2 separate regions of the Zea mays genome follow, and region 2 is linked to region 1. Evidence: chromatin contacts called from public Hi-C data. All regions are on one chromosome and are shown on one strand. Each heading gives the region's core, a stretch centred on a gene start, on an enhancer-like site or on the middle of the called end of the contact. The rest is flanking DNA. Distances are from core to core; before and after follow the strand shown. Region 1 has its middle 42 kb from the start of LOC103629437. Region 2 holds the start of LOC100193506 (phosducin-like protein 3).

Evidence for each region. Hi-C and Micro-C count contacts between places; a contact is called where the count stands out from the background.
Region 2: a contact with region 1 is called in a Hi-C map of endosperm, with 2.4 times the contacts expected there. The contact joins the promoter of LOC100193506 here to the enhancer-like site in region 1. A contact is called at or near these places in 4 of 25 Hi-C or Micro-C datasets (bundle sheath, endosperm and leaf).

The regions. Positions count from the first base shown.
Region 1 is chr6:75,840,835-75,845,196 of Zm-B73-REFERENCE-NAM-5.0, forward strand. No RefSeq gene overlaps it. Among protein-coding and RNA genes, the nearest start is that of LOC103629437, 42 kb to the left of the region's middle. Within about 2 kb of position 2,252, at least 18 of the 20 cell types and tissues checked have an H3K27ac peak or open chromatin away from gene starts, as enhancers often do. A contact at or near this core is called in bundle sheath, endosperm and leaf, where this site is marked.
Region 2 is chr6:75,889,209-75,893,570 of Zm-B73-REFERENCE-NAM-5.0, forward strand. LOC100193506 (phosducin-like protein 3) reads right to left here and starts at 1,969. Exons shown (of 4, transcript NM_001138619.3): 1 at 1,672-1,969; 2 at 1,218-1,361; 3 at 1-131. The coding sequence starts at 1,913.

The DNA of each region.
Region 1 (4,362 bases), core at 1,002-3,501:
TTGGTTCTTCGCATCACGTAATCAATAAACGTACCTAAATGATATGCATAATGCACATGAATAATTATAAATAGGAATAGCACAAGCCTAATTATTGTTACACGATAGGGAATTAAACACCTAGCGGCGAGGCACCTAATAACATTTAAAAGCAATCACTAGGTACTGAGATATTACTAAATACAACCATCACATTTTTCTAGCTTAAACGGATCTAACTCAAACATCAAGAACAATATTGCAAGATAATATTACGATTTTACACAGTAAAGAATTAAACACTTAATGAGAAGGCATCACGACATTTCATAAGCAAACGCTAGCTATCGCCATATAACCAAGCACAATAATCACGCTTCTCAAGATTAACCGAATCTAACGCAAACATCACGAAACAACAAACCATACACACTAAGAGCAACGCTCATGTTCCTGCTTTCTAATCGGATCTAATTTCGAAATCAAGCAAGAATAAATTATTTAACCCACACTAATTAAATAGGACATCACACCACTCGATCTAGCGGTGTTACTAGCTTCCCGAAAATTGGGTGGCATCAATATTCCTCTAAAATACTTAGCCGACTACAACATAGAGAGCGACCCCGCTAACAGCACAATTCTGGCATCACATGCAAAAGCGAACACAAAGCATAGACAAGGCTTAAACAAGAATATCCACACAAACCCCAAACAAACAAGCACCATGGTTCCATAGCTTGAGTTGAATGATCTACCTAATTAAACAATTAACAGGAACAACGAAGTAGCTTACCGAAATTAAATCTACCTTGAAACCACAAGGTTGATGCCACTTTCCGGTTCTAGCATTTTACCGAATACGTGACGAGCAACATACTAGACTTCACTATTCTACCCGATCAAATTTTATTCTAGCACTAATTCACTACTGCGATTTACGTGCACGTCACTGGCCCACGTTTAACAGCGCAAGTATACCAAACTGACGAGAAATATTAAAACAAAAAGCGAGAGCGATGATAGCTCACCAATAATTTGATCCGTCTTGAAGGCCACGAGCACGGCTATGATTTCTGATTCTGCCATTACGTCGAGCACATGGTGAGCACCACGCAGGACTTGTTGCTTTATCCAAACTCTCATGATTTTTCGACGACGCAAGGGATGTCGACGAGTTTGAGACTTGTAAGGTCGAGCACGACAGAGAGCTTCGGATCCCGACGCAAGTAGCGTGCAGTTGAAAGATAGATCGTTGGGGTCGACGGGCACGTTGGGGAAACGGCTTGGATCGACGACGAAGAATGAGGGGACTTGTGGCACTCTAAATCGTGAACACATACATGTCGCTCTCTTGTATACGGACTGTTGGAATCGACTCGAATCGCGTAAGCATGTCCATCACGCTGGGCTTTTGTCGAACACGAGGTGCAGCCACGACATCGATAGCGAGTGAGGTGGACAACAAGGTCAGAGCTGCGCAGATCCGGGGCTGCTGTTCGGAAGAAAAAGGGGCTACTGTTCGGAAGAAAAAGTGCACAGGCGACGGCGAGCAGCTGGGGCGCGGCTGCACGTGCGAGCAGGGAGAACGGTGGCGACTTGGGCGAGTGTAGAGGCGTGCAAGAGAGCTCAGCGCGTAGGAAGTTGACGCGCGCAGCCGGGAGGAACGAGGAGCAAGGGCTGGAGCGCGTGGAGGAGAAGCCGACGAGCTCGAGCACAGGGAGATGCGGCCGAGCAGAGAGGTGGCGCGCGGCTTCTATGAGCGAATAGGGGAGGGATTTGGAACAGCCGAGCGCCATGGATGGAGGAGCGGAGGAAAGTCCAGCACGCAGGGGAGATCCATGGTAGAGGAGGACGCCGGCTAGGACGAGCTTGAGGGCGCGATGGCTGAGCCTCCCCGGCGAGAACATGGAGAACCGACGCGAGTGCTAGTCGGCGTTGGTCGGCTGGGCACCCATGGCCGGCCCAAGAGCTTCCGGCGAGGAGATCCACACCAGGGATCTGAGCGCGAGAAGGTGAGCTACAGCTTGGGGTCGGGCAGCAAGTTCCTCACGAGGAGTTGGTGGCTGCTGCCGAGGGGAGCAGAGAACGACCGAGCGCTGAGAGTAGGGCGGAGTCCGAGCTGGGCCGGGCGCCATGGGAGATGGTGAGGAAGGAGATGGGGAAGATGCCGAGCAAGCACCAGAGAAGGGTAGCGACGGCCAGCCTCCATGGCGTGCTCCAGCCACCAGGGAGCGACGAAGTAGAAGACAGGCTGGTGAAAGCTCTGTGCGTTTGCTGTCTCAAAAATATATCAAGCGATGGGATAAGGCTGACTGTACCAGCGCGGCGAGAAAAGATCAGGACAGTGGCAAAAAATATGTGCGCCATAGAGATCAGTCCAGGGCAGCGGCAGAAATATTAGTAGAGAGAGAATTTTGCAAAGAAAAGTGAATTCAAGATAAGGAATGAGGTGCATGCCGACAACCATGCATCCATCTCAGGCTACAACATTTGATAGGATAGAATAATGTCGAGCCATAGATTTGCCACGTAACAATTGTGTTTGGATAAAAGAGAAAAAGAACAAATGTATAGAAAAATAGAATTTTTCTTCTCTTTTTTTAATAAAAACATATGGATAAATATATGTCCTAGAAATTGGTTCAGGTGAGGTGTTCATAGACTATACTAAACGACATTGCCTTCAATATTTTATTCTGTGGTTGGTTTCAGTTGAAACCAAATTGATTAAAAATTATTCGATTTCGGCTCTAATCATCTCGGTCCAATTTAATTTTGCATTAATACTTTTGTCGTCGAGTCCTAATTAATTTAATTGAGATGAACTCAGAGGGCTGAACTAAATTTTTAAATTCGTCTTTGCGCGATCTATGAATTTTAAATAATTACCAGACTCGCCAATTTTCAGAACAATTACATTCCGAACTTCGCGAAAACTTTAGGAAGAGTCTAGATAGACAGAGACAAATGCGATATTAAAATCGTGATAGGCGAAAATGATCACGATATTGAGATTAATATCCTCATCGATATCCCGTGCTTAAGTCCGTACTCGCTGTTACGCGTATAGTAACACTTGGGGTGTTACAATAGATAACTAGTAGTAGAAGTAGTATTAGTAATAGTGGAATAATGTAGTAGTAGTTAGTAGTATAGAGTAGTGTAAGTAGTGTAGTGATGTAGTTGTGTAATATAGCGAAAAAGGGAAGGAAGGCTGGCTCATAATGAGTTGGTCTTTGAGTTTGTGGAAGAACTTCCCTTCTTTATATATTGAAGAAAATTTCAGCTTGTTCTGAGCATCTCTTTCGCTTTTCCATTGTTCTTTTATAGTCAATCGATAGCTTATATTCATGCCCAGCGCTGCCGTTGTTCTTAGAGATAACACCCGAGTAACGATTGGTAATTGCTGAGTCGAATTTGGTTCTGCCGGTATTTACATAGAGAAAACAGCTGAGTTATGGAAGGCATTGCCGGCGTCTTTTAGAAGTAACTGCCAGGCTACTCTGGACCATGCCGGCATTTTAGAGGTAACAGCCGAGTTATGCTAGATCATGTCGGCGTTTTAGAAGTAACAGCCGAGTTACGCTAGGCCACGCTGGCGTTTTAGAGGTAATAGCCGAGTGGTGCTTGGTGACGTCGGCGTATTAGAGGCAACAACCGAGTTACTCTGGGCTATGTCGGCATTTTAGAGGTAACGACCGAGTTATGTTGGGCCATGTCGGTGTTTTACAGGTAACAGCCGAGTTATGATGGGCCACGTTGGTGCTTTAGAGGTAACAACCGAGTTATGATGGGCCACGTCGGCGCTTTAGAGGTAACTGTCGAGTTATGCCAGGAAATCTTGTTTTCCCGAGTGATGACTTAGCACTTTTTAGAAATGGTGCCCAACCCGGGAAAACCCCATTTATATCACGTCGTCGCACGTCTCTGCGTTCTGAACCCTAACTTCACCTTTCTGCCTCAAAACATTCCTCTGTTTCCCTCTGATTTCACTTCCGTTCAATCCGCCGACGAGATTGCGATGGCGCCCAAGCGGAAGAACTAGAATTCTGCTGCGGTGGTCATTCCTCCCATCGACCCTAACAGCCAGTTGCCCTTCGCAGGTAACCATATGTCTGTTGTCTCAGAATCGGATCTCCTCCGCCTTGTCGATGTTGGAGTTCTTCCTCTGAAGGAGCTTTGTTCTTGGCGGATTTGCCGTGGGGTCACTGTCCCAACAAAAGATACCCACGAGTCCGTTGTCTACGTCCATTTTCTTATCTGCGGCCTTGCTCTTCCCATTTCTCCCTTCTTCCACGGTCTCCTTGACTTTTACAATCTAAACCTGACTCATCTGAATCCCAATTCCATTTTACAAATTTCTATCTTTGTTCATCTGTG
Region 2 (4,362 bases), core at 719-3,218, 48 kb after region 1:
GTATTGTAGGAACATTCCTATCTGGGTAGTTGGGGATGCAGTCTGTGGAGATAATTTTAACAAACTTCGTCGCTGGATACCTAGTAGCCAATTCTTCCAAACAATTCTGAAGCAATCCACATTCAGGTATCCTATCATCAGATTTATAGAATTCGATAAGCACCACAATTTACTAAAGAACATCATGTTTCACGCATCAGATCAGGGAGCTCATTACACTCCAATGAATTCAGATATTCTTTCTGTACAATTTTGATGCAAGCACAACATGGAAACAATAAAACATCATACAAAAAAAGAGCAATAATTTCATGAAAGATCTTCCATGCTGAAAAACTGCAGTGTGATTAGTTACATTACAGCTTACAGTGTTGGACAAAAAGAAGGGCAGGCCCAGCCATGAATTTGTTTTGTAATTGGACCATTTTTTCTATCTATCAATGAAACGGCATGTTCGAGAAGAAAAAAGAAAGCATGTCCACAGATCATATATATCAAAGGTACGAACTGCTGGGACCTATTTCATAGCGATGAAATGTCTGCTTACGAGCCTACAATGCACAGCACAAATATCAGAATTCCTATATCCAGGCAACCATAGTCAAAATTTCATAGTCACCTAGTCTTTTCAGGCAACTTTCTATAGAAATCTGATGTAGTCTACTTCTTCTCTTAGGAGTACGCAGGGGAGAGACAAGTGGATGAGAGGAACAGGAGAGCGATCGCAAGGCGTAGGGAGGAGGGCGATCACTGTCGCCGGCCTGGCTGTGATGATCAGCCAGGATGACCGAAGGTAATCTCCCAGCCTGGAGATCTTTATTCCTTCAATACCTAATACAAACTAATAAGACAAATTCCCTTATAGACTAGGACTGCCGTACCACCCAACAGGATAACAATTATCTGCTATAAAATAGGAGATCTAATCTATCTCTTTAACTGAACAGCTAAAAAGTCTCCCGACCCTTATCTTCTAGCTGCGCACCTGGGCCCAAATCCTAGCTGCGCTGGCCCCCTTTCTTCCTATGATAATGCTTGCCTAAGAAAGCATCTATAACAAATTCCAACACAACTAAATAAAGTGCACTAAAAGTCTGAATTTAGTTCAGTCTGGTCCCATAGCTGTTTGGTCGATTCATACAAAATAAATGATATAATTGTTCTCCCATGCATAATCATGGATATAACAGGATGCAGTGAACTGAATGAAGAGTTACCCATCCTTGTAGAGGAAGACCACAACCCAAACATCTGATTGTGCCTGCGATACCTCCCGCACGAAGTCGGAGCCAGTGATGGGAAGTATAGTACCAAATCGCGCGGCTTTTGCGGCTTCCCTCAGCTCTGCGAGCCTCATCTTCCTGCAGGGGCATCGAATTACATCAAATCGTCACAATCAATTCGCAGCTGTACCAAAAAAATCGCAAAACGCATTGAGTAATCCAAAGCCCGGAACTACTGCGAGGAATCCGGATCAACCATAAAAAGATATCGGATTACTATCAGGAGAACACGAATTATACCAATCAGCCACTCTAGTCAGGTCAGATCAATCAAACGCGGTAGGCACTTGAGCTTCCTAAGATGCATCCAATAACGGACGGGGAAAAGACAGCATAACGGATCAGCAATCAGACCGCAGACCGGATCGAGCCTGTGGAGAAGGGCTACCTGTACTTCTCGAGGAAGCGGTCGTCATCCAGATCGTCCTCTAGTTCCTCGAGCTCTTCGGGCTCGCGCACGTCAAGCCATTCCTTGGACTTGGGCTGCTCGTCGGCGTCAACCTTCGGGGCGAAGGGCGGCGGCTTGAAGGGCTCCGGCTTCGGGGGCAAGTTCCCGAGGCGGCGCTGGATGTCGTCCCACTCTGTGCTCGCCCCCTCCACGTCCTTATACACGAAGTGGTAGTCCGCCATGGCCAAGCACCACAGGGAGGTAGGGGCTCGCAGAACCGCAATGGAATGGAGAAGTGGGGAAGCGAAGTGACGAGTTGGAGATTTTTTTTTTTTGGACGAAGCAAATTACTCCCTTCCACGATGTTTATAAAACCACTACGGTCAGTTTGTTTTGTTGAAATCGAATTTCATTCTAATAATTATAATTTAGATAAAATTAATTAAATTAATATATTTATCTATGTAATATATTTATATATTATTTTAAATCATTTGATTAAGATAATTATACATTAAATTTACGTTATAGAGAATCAAATAGAAAAATGTACTATAAATTGTATATTAGAAAAGTAACATGTAAATCTATATAATAATATAACTTAAAATTATTTTGATAGGTTAGAAATCAACTAAGATAATTTTAATAGTACAAAACTAAATATCAAATTGTGATAACCTCAATAACCTTAGAAGATATGAACTTCAAATTCAACTTGTAAATGAAAAAAACGAAAAAGTCAAATTTTATTAGGAAGAGATTTGTCTTTTTTGTTTGTCTAGATACAAGTTGAATTTTATGTTCATAGATACAAGTTGAATTTTATGTTCATATTTTTAAGGTGACTAAGGACATCGTAATTTATGTTAGAAAATATTCTAACAATTTTTCATCATTATTTTATATTTAGTTCTATATCATTAAAATTATTATCCGATATCTAATCTATCAAAATAATTATAAAAAATTATAATATATTTTAAGGCTAAATTATGCTATTAGCTATGCCAACAAAATTTGAACTAAAAACTCAGTTTGTACATAAAGAAATAAAAAATTGTTAAGGGGTAAATTGAACCATCTAAAAAGGAAAGGATAGATAAAATGAACTAAAAATACTTTAGAGGTTACATGAACATTATCCATAAGTGAGAGTAGTAATTTAGACTTTTCCCAATTTTAATATTTGACACCCAATTCACATGCCTTCCAGATTTGATACCCTAGGTTACATGTCAATAACTGAATGACCCCACATATCATTGTGATAGGGATGTCAAATCTTGAAAGATATATGAATTAGGTGTCAAATATCAAATCCAGAAGCATGAGCGTGATGTGCAGGCCCCACATTCAGGGCCTAGAGTGGTTTTGGACAAGTGAGACTCACATGTCGATGAGATTGCAACCAATTTTGGTGCAGCTATGCAACAACGAGTTTTTTGGGTCTGCTTTCTAGTGTAGATATTTGATATTTGATGCTCTCAAACCGATTTTCATGTTTTCACCATTTCTGTGAGCTATAGCTTACTGGCTTCAGGTGTTTTAGGGGGGCCTAGAACTTTTGGGTCCTGAACATTCTTAAATCACTATGAAGGTTTAGACGTACTTAGGATATGAGACAACAAATTTATAGCCAGTTTCAACTCGCAAACAATAAGTTCTTTGGATTTACAACACCACAAGGAGCTCAAATACTAGGGGTGTATTTTTTATGTTTTGGTTTTGTGATTCATATGTTTTTTGTTCTGGCATGTCAAACATGTCAATCTAGGCAAACAACTTGTCATTTTTCTTGGTCCAACTCTCTAGTGTAGATTTTTGACATTCAATGCTCATGGATAGATTTTTCATGTTTTCACAATGTGTCATGAGCTATAGCTCACTGTTTTCAAGTGTTTTAGTGGTCTAGAATTATCAAGCCTCGGGCATCCTTAGGCCACTATTAAGGCCTCTAGGATGTACCTAGGATGAGATAACATTTTTTGTAAGGGGCTATCACATAGTGTGATAGATAGTGCATCAAGTGAAATGGGCCTGAGACCCACCTAAGGTTTATCATAGTGGTAATCTATTCTATGTGATCGGAGATCCCGTGAATTAGAATGGTAAAACAAGCTAGTGACAGACTGAGAAGAAAGACCCTTAATAAGGCTCATTTCAGATGCATATCTTTCCTTACTGTAAGGTAGGTTGGTGTTTACACCTTAATATGTTCTAAGTGACTTTGTGAAACAAAAAAATTGTCATACAGAACATCTTAGAAAAATATACCTATATGGGTTAACTGCTAGTCACAGTTTATAACATGCCTTAGCGCCTAGACGTAACCAAGATGATCTTGTTGTCTTGGGAACACACCTGGACTCCCAAGGCCTCAAACCAAGGTAGGCTATCTGTAGGGAAACGGGTGACGCCTAAGAGGGGGGGGGGGTGAATTAGGACTTCTAAAACTTTTACTAAACTTGGCCACAATTAAATCCCTAGAGCAAAACCTATGCAAGAATCAAAACTAGAATGTGCAAACTAGGTTTTGTCTAAGTGTTGCTATCTCTACCGCAAAGGCTAAGTTTCAATCTACACTAAATAAGTATGACAACAAGATTGAAACTTAAATGCTTAATATAAATGCGGAATGTAAAGAGCTAAGTAGAGAAGCAAACTCTCGTGGATGACGCCGGTATTTTT